Linked DNA regions of Sus scrofa: all the other regions are linked to region 1. Evidence: chromatin contacts called from public Hi-C and HiChIP or PLAC-seq data. All regions are on one chromosome and are shown on one strand. Each heading gives the region's core, a stretch centred on a gene start, on an enhancer-like site or on the middle of the called end of the contact. The rest is flanking DNA. Distances are from core to core; before and after follow the strand shown.

Evidence for each region. Hi-C and Micro-C count contacts between places; a contact is called where the count stands out from the background. HiChIP or PLAC-seq counts read pairs in DNA pulled down with a chosen protein or histone mark.
Region 2: a contact with region 1 is called in a Hi-C map of fetal liver, with 1.7 times the contacts expected there. The contact joins the enhancer-like site here to the promoter of OSM in region 1. A contact is called at or near these places in 1 of 5 promoter capture datasets (fetal skeletal muscle), 22 of 47 Hi-C or Micro-C datasets (alveolar macrophages, blood, embryonic fibroblasts and 13 more) and 2 of 2 datasets of contacts at active chromatin or transcription factors (alveolar macrophages and skeletal muscle).
Region 3: a contact with region 1 is called in an H3K27ac HiChIP or PLAC-seq map of alveolar macrophages. The contact joins the promoter of MTFP1 here to the promoter of OSM in region 1. A contact is called at or near these places in 1 of 5 promoter capture datasets (fetal liver) and 2 of 2 datasets of contacts at active chromatin or transcription factors (alveolar macrophages and skeletal muscle).

What each region holds. Positions count from the first base shown.
Region 1 is chr14:47,244,778-47,249,677 of Sscrofa11.1, reverse strand. OSM (oncostatin-M) reads left to right here and starts at 2,842. Exons shown (of 3, transcript XM_001929161.4): 1 at 2,842-2,989; 2 at 4,624-4,757. The coding sequence starts at 2,956. LOC110256683 (a long non-coding RNA gene) reads right to left here and starts at 4,103. Exons shown (of 4, transcript XR_002338554.1): 1 at 3,709-4,103; 2 at 2,841-3,086; 3 at 2,647-2,769; 4 at 1-2,305.
Region 2 is chr14:47,094,958-47,099,857 of Sscrofa11.1, reverse strand. No RefSeq gene overlaps it. Among named protein-coding and RNA genes, the nearest start is that of LIF, 130 kb to the left of the region's middle. Within about 2 kb of position 2,152, at least 1 of the 83 cell types and tissues checked has an H3K27ac peak or open chromatin away from gene starts, as enhancers often do. A contact at or near this core is called in fetal liver, where this site is marked.
Region 3 is chr14:47,389,848-47,394,747 of Sscrofa11.1, reverse strand. MTFP1 (mitochondrial fission process protein 1) reads right to left here and starts at 2,170. Exons shown (of 5, transcript XM_001929262.7): 1 at 1,906-2,170; 2 at 1,015-1,142; 3 at 576-657; 4 at 426-573. The coding sequence starts at 1,972. SEC14L2 (SEC14 like lipid binding 2) reads right to left here. Exons shown (of 10, transcript NM_001198918.1): 10 at 4,861-4,900. The coding sequence ends at 4,861.

The sequences.
Region 1 (4,900 bases), core at 1,593-4,092:
AGCTCTTCCTGCTGGCGACAGGGACGTCACTGGGCGCTGACCTCACCAGAAACACTGACGCATCTTCCCCTCACACTTTGCTCTGATGGACAGCTGGGTCTCCTCACCTTGGGGCCACTCCCTGTCCTCCTGCACATCACAGCCCCCTTCCACCTGGCTTCAGACTCTCTCCGGGGGTCCCCACTCCCTGCAGCCCTCTGGCCATGCCCTCTTGCAAGCTGTTAGGCATGGACTTATGTCCTCAAAGTCATAGGTTGAGCTCATGGCCCCCAGCACCACAGAACGTGACTGTATTTGGAGAGAGAGCCTCGAAAGAGGGCATCGAGGTAAAAGGAGGCCATTGGGTGGGCCCCCCTCCAACATGACTGCTGTCCTTATAAGAAGAGGAGATGAGGACACAGACACACAGAGGGATGACCACATGGGAGGCGACCATAGGGGGGCTGTCTACAAGCCAAAGGAGAGAGGCCTCGGGATGCAACCAACACTACAGATAACTTGATCTCAGACTTCTGGCCCCAGGACTGAGAAAATGCCTTTCTGTCATTTAAGCCCCCCTGGTCTGTGATATTTGGTTATGGCAGCATGAGCGACCTAATATTCACGTTTAAGGCCTCGTGCTCAGAGCCAGGTCTTTCTGATTTGATAGCCCTGGTTTGCATGCCCTGCTCCTCTTAAATGTTTCTACAAAGGACAGCTGCAGGCAGGGCAAACTCAACGTCTCTGGGCCTTGGAGGCTCCTTTATTTTTGTGTCTATCTATTTATTCTTTCTTTCTTTCTTTCTTTACTTATGGCTGCACCCTCAGCATGTGGAATTTCCTGGGGCAGAAATGGAACCCGTGCCATAGCAGTGACAATGCCAGATCCTTAACCTGCTAATCCTTAACCAGGGAAGTCCTCAGGGGCCTCTTTAAGCTGAGGAGGACATGCAACCTCTCTGGACCATGGGGTGAAAGCACAGGGCTGTCCCCTGAGTATGGCGGTCGGTCAGCAAGGAGCCCCTGAGAGGGGCACAAAGCTCTCCAGCCAGACCTTGCCCTTGGGGCTGGAGCCTGTCCCTGAGCTCCTCCCAGTTTCCTTGTTAAAGGGAGCCATGCCCTCCCCGCCCAGCTACTCTCCCTCCCAGGGTTGTGGCAAAATGAGATCAGGGGTGTAAAATGAAGAAGGATCCCAGGGAGCCGCCTGTGTGGGTGGGACCTGAGATGAGGAATCTAGTAGAAGCGAAGTTCTCAGGAGGAGAATCCAGAACTGGCCCTTGAGGGGGGCGGGAGTGGCGGCGGCGGCGGCAGCTGCGGTGTGATGAATACCATGCTGCATGCAGGGAGTTGGGGTGTGTGTGCAGGAAGCCTCCTGGGCATGGGGGTTCCTCTGGTTTTGTCCCCTGCTAGATCCTCAGCAGATGGGAGTGGCCAGCCAAGAGCAGGGGCCCAATACAAGTTTGTTGATGGCATAAATGACTGCGTGGGTGTGTCTGCAGGGGGAGAGCTGGTGGGAACAGCCTTCATGGTGATGACTGGTGCTGGGGTGGGGATGGTGGGAGGGTGCCTGTCTCTTCTTCCAGCCACTTTGGCTTTCCTAGTGCAGGCCTCACCGGTCGCCCCCAGGGACCCCAGCCTGGCTCCTCAGCCTTTGATACCCTGTTCCCCACAGAACTCCTTGGGCACAGGCTAAGACCCTCGTCTAGGTCCGGTGGACGTGCTGAAGCTGCAGGCACGGTGTGCCAGCCCTCTGCCCCGTCATCTGCCCTCTCTGGCCTCAGTGTATCCTCCAGTGAAGCAGCAGGCTGCCTCTGGAGGCGCTGTCTCCAGGGCCCCTTCATTCTGACGCCTGCAAGAAGCAGAGGACCAACCCAAGATCACTATCTTTCAGAGAAAGTGAAACCTGGTCCCCAACCGTCACCGCGGCGACTCCCCTTCTCTGGCTTCCCCTCTGAGCTCACAGCTTCCCCATCTCCTCCGCCCCCCACCCCGCCTCCCGACAGCTCGTACTTGGAATCAGACTTTCATCTTTCCTTTTGCCTTCAAAGGGCTCTTGCCTTTTATGTCCATGATGGCAGCAGCCCTGTGAGGTGGCCAGGAAATGCTTTTCAAATCCTCATTTTACAGGTGGCGGGGATGGTGGGGGTCTCGAAGGCCCAGAGAAGTTAAGCGACTTGCCTTGGATCTCACAGCATGTCAGTGGGCTTGAACCTGATCTCCTGTTTCTCTTGCTCCAAGTGCCTGGTTCTCCCCAGAGGGTCCTGTCTGTGGAGAAGGGGCCTGTTGTGGGCGATGGTCTGGGGATGGCTGGTTGTGTGCAGGGTGCCTGTTGGGGGAGAGGAGGTGGCTGGGAGTCCTGCTGGGGGATGCAGGTCCTGGGGCCATAACCACAATCTCGGGGCTGCCAGCCTGGGTCTGGCTCTTTGCCCAGAGCCCGGTGGTTTCCGCTCACAGATGTCCCAACAGCCCTGGCGGGAGGGCGGGAAGGGCACTCAAGAAGGAAGATGTCTCGCTCCCCTCAGCCCCAAACCACAGTGGCCTGTGAGGCTGAAGGCTCCCGAGCCGGGACTTTGCATCAGGCCCTCCAGGGGCCTGCTGGTGGACTCTCCCCTCCATCCCGGGCACAGCCTCCTACAGTGGGCATGGACCCCCTTGCTCCCTGCTCACCCCATAAAAGGCTGAGGCTGCGGTTTGCATCATCCTTGGGCGTGGGGCTGACCTCGAAGAACGAATTCGAAGAAAACAGGAGGAGGAGCAGGCATGCCACCGCGCCCAGCGCCCATTGGCCGCCTGTGGAAACTTTGGTTTTTGGGGTCATGTTCCCAGAAGGCCTGCCCTCCCCCCTCCCCCTCCCCACCCACCTCACGAGGTGTTGGCCAATCACCCCGGCGGGCATAAAGTGGCTGCCAGCCCGCAGGGCTCCCAGCCGGGAGGTGTCACCCCCAGCAGGCACAGGCCGGAGCTCGGTCACCCAGCATGCGGGCACAGTGTATTCGGAGGACACTGCTCAGTGAGTACTTCCTTCCTTCCCGCCGGGACCTGCTTGCTGTGCTCATGGGCGCCAGTGGGGAGCAGGGCCAGCTGCTGTCCTCTGGGAACTGGGGAGGCTGGACACGGGGCAGAAAGATGCTAAGAAAGGGAAAGAGCCAGAGGATCAGGCAAAGAGAGGGGTCCACTGAGAACACAGCATCTTCACAGGGTGGAGAAGGGTATCCCTGGAGGACTTCCAGGGGTAGGTGATATAGAGTCGACTCTGGGAGCAAGGGTTATGAGGGAAGGGGATCACAGCGGGAGAAGCTAGGGAAGCAGGAGGGAGGTGGGAGAAGTGCTGGGGCAGTGGAGGAAGCTGCAGAAGCTGAGCAGGACTGTGGTGTATTGTCTGGAAGGGCTGCGGGGCTTCCTTCTGGCCCCAATTCACAGGCTCTGGGATGGATGGTCACTATCGGCCAGGCCCCGGGGGCCCTGGAGCCCACACAATCACACAGCACATATAGCCACACCCACAGGGTGACAGACACACAGAGCCACGTGATGTCTTCCGGAGCCCTCAATCTCACCAATCTGGGAACCCCCGCATGCAGCCCCGGGGCCCCTGTGGTGGATGGGACAAAACGGCCCAGCTGTTCCCTCGAGCCTCACACAGACCCAGACACACACCCATGCAGACACCCTGCTCCCACGCGCACTCTGCTCACATCAGCCGCCCTGCCCGAGCCCAGCAGCAGATACCTGGGGGGGAGGGTGGCGAGGGGTGTCTTGTGGTCGCCGTGCCTGGGGACCTAGCCCCTCAGTCTCCTAGCAGCATCTTCCCCAAGGGGCCACAGTTCTTAGGAAGGGAAGTGGTGTCACTGCCTTCCGGGCCATTGCGCCACAGGCCCTTCCGACCACGTGGCTGCCAGGGCTCAGTGGGTGGGTCGGGGGAGGTGGGGGGAGCCGTAATTACCCGCCCCCCAGAATATTCTGGCTCACAGCATCCCTGGTGGGCCTGACAGAAGTGGCCACTTAGGGGGAGAGGAGAGAGGTGTGAGAGGTCAGCGGATGCGCTGGCCTTGGGTGACCTGAGCAAGCCCTTCTCCTTCAGTGCCTTTGTTTTTAGTAAAATGGGGGCCTGGACTAGAAGGCCTCACTCATCCTTTCCAGATGGAAGCTTCAGATGGAAAGGCAGCTTTTCCTGGTTCTGCGGGCATAGATCAGAGTGCCAGGCTGCTCCTGAGCCGCAAAGCCTGCCAGAGTCTAACTGCATGACTGGCTGGGATCTGTTACAGGTGGGCCCAGGGGCCTGTGGCCATGGCTGTCCCTTAACCCAGAGGTTTTACGAAGAGCAGCCCACCAGGGCCCCCGGTGTCAGCTTGAGGTTGGCAGGCTTGACTCCAGCTGGGCTCACCAGTTCTTCTCAAAGGCCTACTTGGCGAATTGTAGCCACTGTTTCGGGGGCTGAACAGTGACTTGCTGGGAAGGTAGCGGGGGGCAGGGGCAGCAGGTGCTCCCGTGCAGGTGCAGTGCCCAGCACCGCTCTCAACGGCACAAAGGTGTGGACCATGGAGTTGTATCCTCCGAGGCCCTCTTGAGCGCCGTCCCCTCTGAAAGCTGCCCACATGTGGCTTCCTCCCCACAGTCAGGTAACCCATCCCCTCTCTGTCCCAGGTCTGGTCCTCGGACTCCTGTTCCTGAGCACGGCGGCCAAGGGCAAGTGCTCAGGCAAATACCACGAACTCCTCCGGCAGCTCCGGCATCAGGCAGACCACATGCGGGACACCAGCACACTCCTGGACCCCTATGTGAGCACCCGGCCCTTGGGGGGCATCTGAGTCTCAGAGAACTGGGGGGTTAGGGTAGGCGTGAGCCCCAGGGAGGACCCGCCCCAACCCCCGCTTAGCACGGGGCTGGTGGGGAGACCGAGTCCCCAGGTTTCTCCAGGGCC
Region 2 (4,900 bases), core at 903-3,402, 150 kb after region 1:
AGGGATGCATAGGTAATTATATTTGGATGACATACTGGAGTGAGCAGATGAGAATATTCATGCCTATAGGTAAATAACTCAGGGGTTTCATCTACCCCAGTCCTGATCTGGCTATATTGAGAGTAGAAAGGATTGATATCTTGGCATAGCAATTGAGAAACTTTGGCCTCCTGGAGCTCTTCAATCAACACCAGGTAGACAGTCTCATTATTTAATATCTACTGTGATGCCACCCACCAACCACCATTGCCTCCAAGCCACCACCATAACAACCACCACTACACTAGGTACCATTTATTGTGTGTTTATTATGTGCCAGGCATAGGCAAATCTTTATATATGTACTATAATTTAATAATCACAGCAACCATATGAAGTAGATATTAATTCCACTGTGCAGATGAGAATACTAGTATTTAGAGAGCTTGACTATTCTGCCTAAAATTGTATGACCAGTAATAGAGCTAGGGTTCCAAGCTAGATCTTTCCGCCTTAGGAATTAGAACCCTTAGCCAATAAACTTTGCCTTTAGACCCTATTAACATCACCTACAAGAAGAGGGGAAGAAGCAAAGGAAGCCTCTTCTCCTACCAGCTTCATCCATGGATTTCAAAAATTTGAACAATTACTGCAGTCCCTTTTTATAATAGTAGTATTTTGTAGGATTGTTGGAGAAATTACAAAGGAAGTATAATGCCTATCTCTGGCCTCGAAGGGCTTATGTTTACCCAATCCCATGTATTTCTCATGTTCATTAAACAGATTCTACCTGTCAAAATCCATAGTGGCTCCTTCTTTTGTGTATTTGAATTTGAACTGGTATATCTCAGTCACTTTCTAAAAATATCAAAGAAAATAGAGAAGGAAATTACTTTTAAAAATCCAGAATCTTATCTGATAATAGGTAAGAGATACTTTCATTATCTGATAATAGGTAACACTTTCATTGTAAGCCTCTTTACTTCCTATACCTGTTTCTTTTAGAGCATTACATTATTCAGGAGTAATACTTCCAGATACAAAAACAATTATTCGCCTCCATTCTAAAAATGAGTTAGATGGCATATTCTATTGTTACCATTTTAAAGCTGGAGAACTAAAGCACAGAGTCAAGTATTTGACCCAGCTTAGGTACATAACAGTGGAACTAATTAAGAAACCATTCATTGATGAAACAGGTATTTATTGGCTGTCTACTTTGTGTCAGGTGCTGGAGTCACAGTGACTAACATAACAGAAAAGGTCCCTGGACTTTTCACTGGACAGGAAAGTTCTTCTGGACTACAGAGACTGGTGGAAGAAATGGTCAATAAATAAGTAAACAAAATAATTTCAGGTAGTAATAAGTGTTGTGAACAATATGAAGCAGATACTGTGAGAAAGGAGAGGTGCTGATTTAATTTGGAAGGGTCAAGGAAGGCCTTGCTAAAGAGGTGATGTTTGAGCTGAGCCTCAGTGACGAGAGGAGTCAGTATGTGCAGACCTTGGGAAAGGCAGGGCACACCAGGAAGAAGGAATAGCAATGCAAAGGCTCTGGAATAGGAAAGGAGGCCTATTCCAGGATCATAGAGGAGACCAAGTGGCTGACAATGAATGAGCACAGGGAGAGGGTAGGGGATGAGTGAGGTTGTAGAGGAAGTTGTGGGGCCTTGTTAACCATGGTAAGGAGTTTGGATTATATTCTAAGGAAATCAGAAGTCCACTGAAGGATTTTAAGCATGAGAGTGATTTGCATTTTTAAAGATCACCTTGGCTATTTTAAGACTACAGAGAAGTGGAAACCAAGAGAGCCTTTAAGAGACTCCACAGTAATTCAGGGAAGACTAGAATGGCAACAGGAAAATGAGAAAAAATTAAAAAGGAACCAGGATCTCTCTGGTATGGGTTTTTTGTGTTTTTTGTTTGTTTGTTTGTTTGTTTTATCCTGCACTAAAATGTAGATACCACTGCTATCTGCTAGCTATAAATAGGGACAAATATAAATAAATATAAATAAGCTAGATATAAAGGGACAAATTTCCTCAAGAGAAATATAGTCCATTTAAAATACTGCATGCCTGGTAGTTGAAGCTAACATTTGACCCAGATACATGTACAGTTGACCCTTGAACAACACAGGTTTGAACTATGCGGGCCCACTTACACATAGATTTTTTTCAACAGTAAATAACATAGTTGTACATGATTTGCAGCTGTTGAACCAAGGGTGCTGACACAGAGACACAGAGGAACTGTGTATATGGAGGATCCACTATAAATTATATACAGGTTTTCTGCTGCATGGGGGTCACCACCCTAACCCTTGTGTTTTTCAAGGATCAACAATGGTCTGTTCATAAGAGCTGGAAAAGTTACTAAAGACTGGCAAAGTTTAAGTCAAAAAATAAAAAATACCCTTCATTTATCTGTCAGCATTTGCTTCTTGACAATGTGGGCATGAGAATGTTAGATTGGTTAGAAAGAATCAAAATGTTCTTGTTACTTTTGTTTATTCTAAGATTTGGGATCCCATTAATCACAGATGAGCAGGTACTGAGGAAACTGGCTCATGCTGCTTAAACTCGGAGAAGACTGACTGGTGTTAATTTTAAGAGAAGAATATTTTTTTCTAGCAAGAGAGTCTATTTGAGAAACCAAACCAAGTTCAGAAGTCTGCTTTGTGAGTTCAGTAGGAGAGGTATGTGAAACTAGAGGTACCTACAGGAACAGGTTCACTCCAGACAGGCTATATATACAACATCCTCTCTTCATTGATGCCAAGTGTAGTTGCCCCGTCAAGTAAACAATGCCTGTTCTTCCTGCCTGCCCATGTTTCTCGACTGACTCTAGCTTTTGATGCTCTGAGCTGTCTTTTATTTTTTTAATTGTATTATTAATGATTATAATTTTATTAACCCATTATTATTTGCTCCTTGACGCAGCTAATAAGTTATGTTTGTAATTGTTTTACAGAAGATGCTAATCCTTAATAACTGACTCTGATTGATCCAGGAAGGTATATTTATAGCAGGCACTTGTCCCTTCTTAACGCTTCATAAAACATTCTCCTGCTTTTCAGATTAATGTGTTGCCTAATAAAGATGAGCCTTTAACTTGCTCACCAATGGTTTCTATTATCCACATTGACCAAAGTGACAGCAACAGCTTTTCCTTCTCTCTCCACATTCCAATACACTGGCAAGGCTTTTCAGGTCTACCTCCAACACATATCCCAAGTCCATCTGATTCTTTTCACCTTCATTCTCTTTACCCTATCCAAGCCAACGCCATCTCTTTCCTTCTGATCTGCTTTCTTCCAAACTATTCCTCCTATAATTTGTTTCCTGTTCTATGGCCAAAAAAAGTTTTGAAAATGCAAATCAGACCATATCATTCCTTTGCTAATGGTTTCTCACTGCCTTAGAATAAAATCCAAAATTTACCTTGGTCCACAGGCCTTACCAATCTGCGTGCTGCCTACCTCTCTGACCTTATCTCCTGCCTCTTTCCCTCCCACTCACTAAGCTCCAGGCTCAGGGAACCCTTTCTGTCCATGAACACACAAGATGCCTTCCTGCCTCAGGGACTTTACAGAACTGTACTCTGGAATATGTTGTCTCTCATGGATGATAATGATGATGATATTCTGGCCCTTCCCTAAGTGTTCTACATCTATTCACTCTGACAGAGCTACACCCTGAGTAGGTATTACATTATTATAGATGAAGCTAGTAAGCAGTAGAGCTGGGATTTGACTCTAGCACCTGCAATGTTAAATACTGTGTTGTTCTGCCAGTCACATGCTATTGCCTCTCACAGACCTGCATAGGGCGACTAGCCATTGGATCTCAGCTCAAACAGTGGCCCCTCAGGGGAACCTTCCAGGGACTGCCCTCCAATCTTTCTTCCTCCATTTCCCCTCAGCATTCTCCAGCATACCACCTTTTATTTTCTTCATAGATTTATGATCTATCTGAAACTTTTTCACTAATTTTTGTTTACTTGTTTATCCTCTCTCATAAGAATATAAGCCTCCAGACAGCAGGGACTTCATCTCTCCCATTACCTCCCGTATTTCAGGCACATAAAGGGAGCCCAGTTAACATTTGCCAAATGAATAAATACTAAGCCAGGACAGAGTTCACATTCAATTAGGATTTCATCCTACAGGATTTTTTTTAAAGTCTCTAAAAGTGTACTGTGGCTAGAGGCAGGGATCATCTATAGTTCAGTTTCTGAAGCAGTCTATTACAAGGAAAAAAAGAGTGAAACAGTAAGATCTGTGTCCTCAAAATATTTAAATATAGTAATACTTTATGGGTCTATCATGTTTTAAGCTATGTAAACACTTCCTTAATGTATTTACATTTTGGCTTACACATCTTATTAATACCCTCTACGCATTCTGTAGTGTGTGTCTGTAGAAAAGCCACACTATCCTTCACTACCTTAGTTACTTTTGAGGGAGAAGCCAGAACAAAACTTCATATGCCGAAGCACTGCAACTTTGTGCAATGCCCAAAACTCCGTTGGCCTCTGGATTGGGTAAGCACACTTTAAGACAGAGGTTATCAACTGGTGTACCATGACAGACTCTTCACAAGATTGCTGCAGAAGTTCCCGTCATGGCACAGCAGAAACGAATACGACTAGGAACCATGAGGTTGCGGGTTCAATCCCTGGCCTTGCTCATTGGGTTAAAGATCCAGCATTGTCACGAGCTGTGGTGTAGGTTGCAGACATGGCTCAGATCCTGAGTTGCTATGGCTGTGGTGTAGGTCGGCAGCAATTTGACTCCTCACCTGGGAACCTCCACATGCTGTTAGTGCAGCACTAAAAAGCAAAAAAAAAAAAAAAAAAAAAAAAAAGAGTGCTGCAAATTTTAATCCATGGATAAAATGTATTTTTGCTTTGGGTATAT
Region 3 (4,900 bases), core at 921-3,420, 150 kb before region 1:
TAACATCAGTTGGGTATTTGGATCCAGCCATATCTGAAAGAAATACAACTTTGAATTTTTAGTTTCATGAGACAATCAATCCTATTTTATTTAACCCAGTTTCAGTTGGGCTTCTGTCACCAAAACTTCAAACCCATCCCCTCCAGGACTCAACTGTTTCTGGCTACCTATGGTTGTTTTCTAACACTGGATTTTCTTTCTGGGAATTTACTTGTCCTCAGTCCCATACTCTCAAGGCACCTCCCACCTTACTGCCCAAGTGCCTGCCAGATCATAAGAAGGACATAGATTGTCCTTTCTACCTCAGGAGCCCCAAGTGCTGGCCCTGCCTCTGCTGTTTTTATTCTGTGAAAAGTGGGTACACCCCACACTTCTCAAAGATTATCTCACCTGTAGAGTTTTCTGAAGCAGGGAGGGGCACCCACCTGTCGATGGGGTGGATGATGATGGGGATGGCCAGTAGCCCCAGTGCAGTAGTGGTCCACTTGCGGACAGCCAGAGGCCAGCGGGTGGCAGTGCCCAGGATGTAGAGAGAGGCAGCACACACACGGTTGATAGTGAAGCCTGGGATGCCACAGAGGCCAGAGCCTGCCACACAAAGGTGTCTACCACGGCCACGGTCACCCTGGTGCTGCGGCCTGCCTCAGGGCTTGGCACCTGGTAGGTACAAGAGACACATAACCCAGCAGAGGCAGAAGCAGGAAACTCTGTAGACAGGAGCATGGGAGGGACCAGGGAGAGGGAAGTGAAGGTGGGTGGGGACAGAGCCGCACTAGTGTTGGGTTCTGGGCTGAAGGTTGACTCATGCACAAACAGGACTTCAGTATAGATCATGTCACCTGCACGGTTGGGGGTGGGGTGCCTATCCTGCAAGCAGGACTGTGGTGTGGAATGCACCAGGCCAGGCTGTGGGGACTCGACTGTGCCACAAGGGACTTAACCATATGCAAGGCTGTAGACTGACCACAAGGGGAGTGGACTGGGGTGGGGGTTGAGGGGCAGGTTAACACTTACATCTCTTGCCTTCTTGCCTTTGTCAATGGCATCAGCCAGCACATAGGAGCTGGACACACCATAGCTCAGCCACACAACAGCTGTTGGCACCAAGGAGCGGAAGGCCTCCCCTACCTCATTGGCATAGCCTGGTGGTGGAGGAATATTTAATTCCTGAGCGGTTGGGTTGTTCCACAAGAGGGCACTAGAGGGAGATGGTTCTTATCTCAGCCTGCTAAGCAGTAGCTGGATGACCTTAGACAAAGTGACTTTACTCCTGTGAGTGTTTCCCCACCTGTAAAATGACACCCATGATGCTCACCTGGACTCTTTCCTTATGGGAGAGCTGAGTACTGTCTCCATTCTCACAGCCTACTTGCCTTAATAGTCTGGGTTCTAGAAGCATGTGAGCTGGCTGGGGGGACAGGCAGTGAGAGAGACTAAAGGCAGCCCCTCTGACGGGGAACTCGCTAAGTGCCAGGCCTTTCTGTACCTTATCTCATTGTACCCTCACAACTACCACCCAATGAGAGAGACCTTGTGCTCATCCCTTTTTGCTGAGGAAGAAACAAGCTTAGTCAGAGCGACTGATCCAAGATGAGAGTTCAAGTGCCCTGACTACAGCCAGTGTCCAGTCATTCCACAGGGGGCAGCCCACTCATCCCCATCCACCTACTTGGGCTGCAGCTTCCACCTGGGAGACAGACCAGCAGAGACCGTGAGGGCCGGGCTGGACAGGCCAAGCTGTGTGATCTTGAGCCAGTCCAGAACCCTCTCTGAGCCCAGTCTCTGCCCCGGCTGAATGAGAACTACAGCCCTCCCACGTTCGCCATGTCCCTGACCGGCGTCTGGGAACCCCTGCTTCCCAGCCACGTGGTGTGGGGGTCGCCGTGCCCCTTGCCCCGTGCTCACCCAAGTACCGCACCCACGTGTCCCGGAAAAGGTCGCGCTCGGCCCCCCGCGGGGGCGGCTCAGACATGACGCTTCCGCCTCGGCTTCCACTAGCGCTCCTGTCTGCGGCTGCGGGACCGGCTTAAGGTCCCAGACTGAAGGACAGGTCGTGCGGTCCCCACCAGCAGGGAGCGTCTGCAAATTCCCTCGCGCACTGGCGCCCCCCTCCCAAGCTTGGGTTTTACAGATTAATTTTCATCACGTTTTCTCTGGGGTTGAACGGTTGCGCGATCCTCTCTCAGCACTGACTGTAGTGTTGGAGCCAAAGAGACGCAGGTTCAAATACCGGATGCTACGCTTCATAGCTGTGTGACCTCGAGCAAGAGTCTGTACTTCTCTGCACGTCACTTTATTTGTTAGATAGGAAACAGGATGGGTTTACTCCTGGGGCAGTTTCGAGGATGAATTACACTCATCATTTATCGAGTTTAGTGCCAGCCAGACTGTTGGCTAAAGACTCCAGATGGCTTACTTCTTTAAACCCTCCCCTCAGCCAGGCATAAACCCCACCCTCCTTTTACAGATGAGGAATAGAGATAGAAATAATTGGTCACTTTCCCGGGTCCTACGACTGCTGAGTAGTGAAGCCGACATTTGATTCCAGGCTGTGAGGCTCTAGTTCCCATGCTCTTAAGGTAAGCTCAGTAAATGAGACTGAGGGAGTGTATGTTGAGAACCCGAGTGAAACTCTGAATCCTTTGGGGTATCAGCAAACAAAGACACAGCTTTTAAAGACAGGCAGTCCTGGGTTCAAATTCCAGTTGTGCCGCCTATTAACTGTCAGCCACGTCTGTAAAAAAATGAGTAGCTAATACATACTGAGCGTACACTAAGCGCTCTGGCTGTAGTTTCCTTGAGTCTTTGCAATAACCCAAAACAGTAAGCACAGGGCTGATGCAGTGTATCCAGGAGGCGCTCATCATCAAATAAATATCCTAGACTCCCTATTGTGGGCCCTGTTTTCAGGCGTCTCTATTTTGGTGGGATCTTATAAGGCAGCCAGTTCATTGGTGATCTGGCAGGAAGCTTGTTTCGGAGCCCAAGCTGATCCCTAGCCCCGGAAATACTGGCAGTGCACGCGCGGAATTGGGAGACGGTCCCTAACACCACGTGACCGTTGCTTCTCAGCCAACCTCCCACTCCGGGCCTGCCGCAAGCGCTGCAAGGACTCGCCAAACCCGCACTTGTTAGCTTGCCCTGAGAAGCCCGAGTGGGGCGGAGCCTCCGCTCTGACGGTAAAGGAAGTCAGGAGTACACTTAGTGCCCTCAGCAAAAATGGCGGAAGATGCGGCCTGGGCCAATCAGGAGGCAAGCTGGCCATCCCGGCGCCGTGAGAAAGCGCTTAAGCAGCGGGCTGTTTTTGCACATGCGCCCCGCTTAGTAGCGGGTAAACGCTGGGCTCCTAAAGTGGAGGTTTGACTGAGGGACCGCGAAGAGCGAGGCGGAGGTCACTGACTGCTACTCCCCGTGCACTGAACATTGCTTTATTCATTGGGTTAATTTTCCTAACAGAGCGTTGTAAACCAAGGTCAGGATGTCCTGAAGAGTCTGACTGGGGCTCCCGCGCGGCCTCGGGCCATCCTGTCAGCGCCAGCCTTGCCCCTTCCTCCTCCATCTGCTTCGCCAGACCTCTCCCCAGGCTGGGCCAGGGTCTGGGTTTCTGAAGGGAGGGAATGCCCACGAGGGCCCAGGCGGGACCGCCTTCTCGGGTTCTGTGCAATCCAAGGCCTGGTGTTCGTTTGCAGAATGTGGGATTGAGTGGAGAGCTGTGATTGCCGCAAGGTCTGTTCCCCCCACCCCCACCCTGTCATTGTGGAAGGAGGAGCTGGGGGCCTGCGAGGCTCTCTGGCTGCCCCCAGCCCCTGGCTCTGCCCGGTGCTGGCCCGGCCTTTGGCCTCGTGCTGGGGCAGCAGCACCTACAGGCACAGGAACCCACTGCACCCACCGCAGGCCTCCCAGAGACGGGACCAGCAAGGCCTTGCTCTGGTCGGACACCCTGGGAGACTCAGAATGGGAAATGCCCTCACTGAGATCTACTGTATTGATCCCACTTGTCGCTTTTGTATGGGTGCTCACAGGAAGAGGTAATTTTAGAGAGGCTGGCAGCACTGAAAACGAGTGGAAGCTTCAGGACCACCTCAGCCTCCCTGGCCCTTCACGGAGCTGGGAATCCGTGGAGGCAACTTCCCTGGGCTTTGTTTGCATTGGAGGACAGTGGCTGGGTACCAAAGCTTATTGTCCCAGGAAGCTCTTGAGTCACTGACAATCATTAGTAATTAAAGATGTATCCAGTGGGACCCAGGGGTTGCTGATTTCCTCAAGGTGAGGGTGAGGCCTGCCTGTCTGTCCCTGAATGGGAAGATCTGTGCTGACTCAGGCCACCTCCTAAAACCTGGGAAAAGCCAAAAGATCCCAGCCTTGGTGATACAAAGTTCAGAAGAGCCTCAGACCCCCAAGATAACACTAGCAACCGGCTACCTTGCTACTCCTCACTATGATCTAGACTTACATGTTCTTCCAGAGGCAAGTTCTTACCCTGCAGCTGGCTTCCCTAAGTGTTAGGCCTCAATCTTTCCCCTTTTACCTGATTTCTTCCCTGCCACCCCATGGTCCTGCCCCCTGCTTCTTGTCTCAGCTGTCACTGGACAGGTGAAATTGGCATAGCTAACAAGACATATGCTATCACATATGCCCAGCCCTTGGGGACTCCTTAGTAATTTGAGAGGCAAAGAGAGCCACTCCAGCTACTCTCCCTCTTCCTAATTCTGAAATGAAGGCTTCCCAGATCCAGCCCTGAGGTCTTTTTTCTAGCCCAGTTTCTCTTTGGGCATGAGAGTGCTGGGAAAATGACTGCTGCAAGGGATAGAAACTGACAAGAAGACACTGAGGGAGCCAGGCCTGCTGTGGGAGGAGGCATTACTTTGGGGTGGCTTCCCCCAGCTGTTTCATCTTCTCT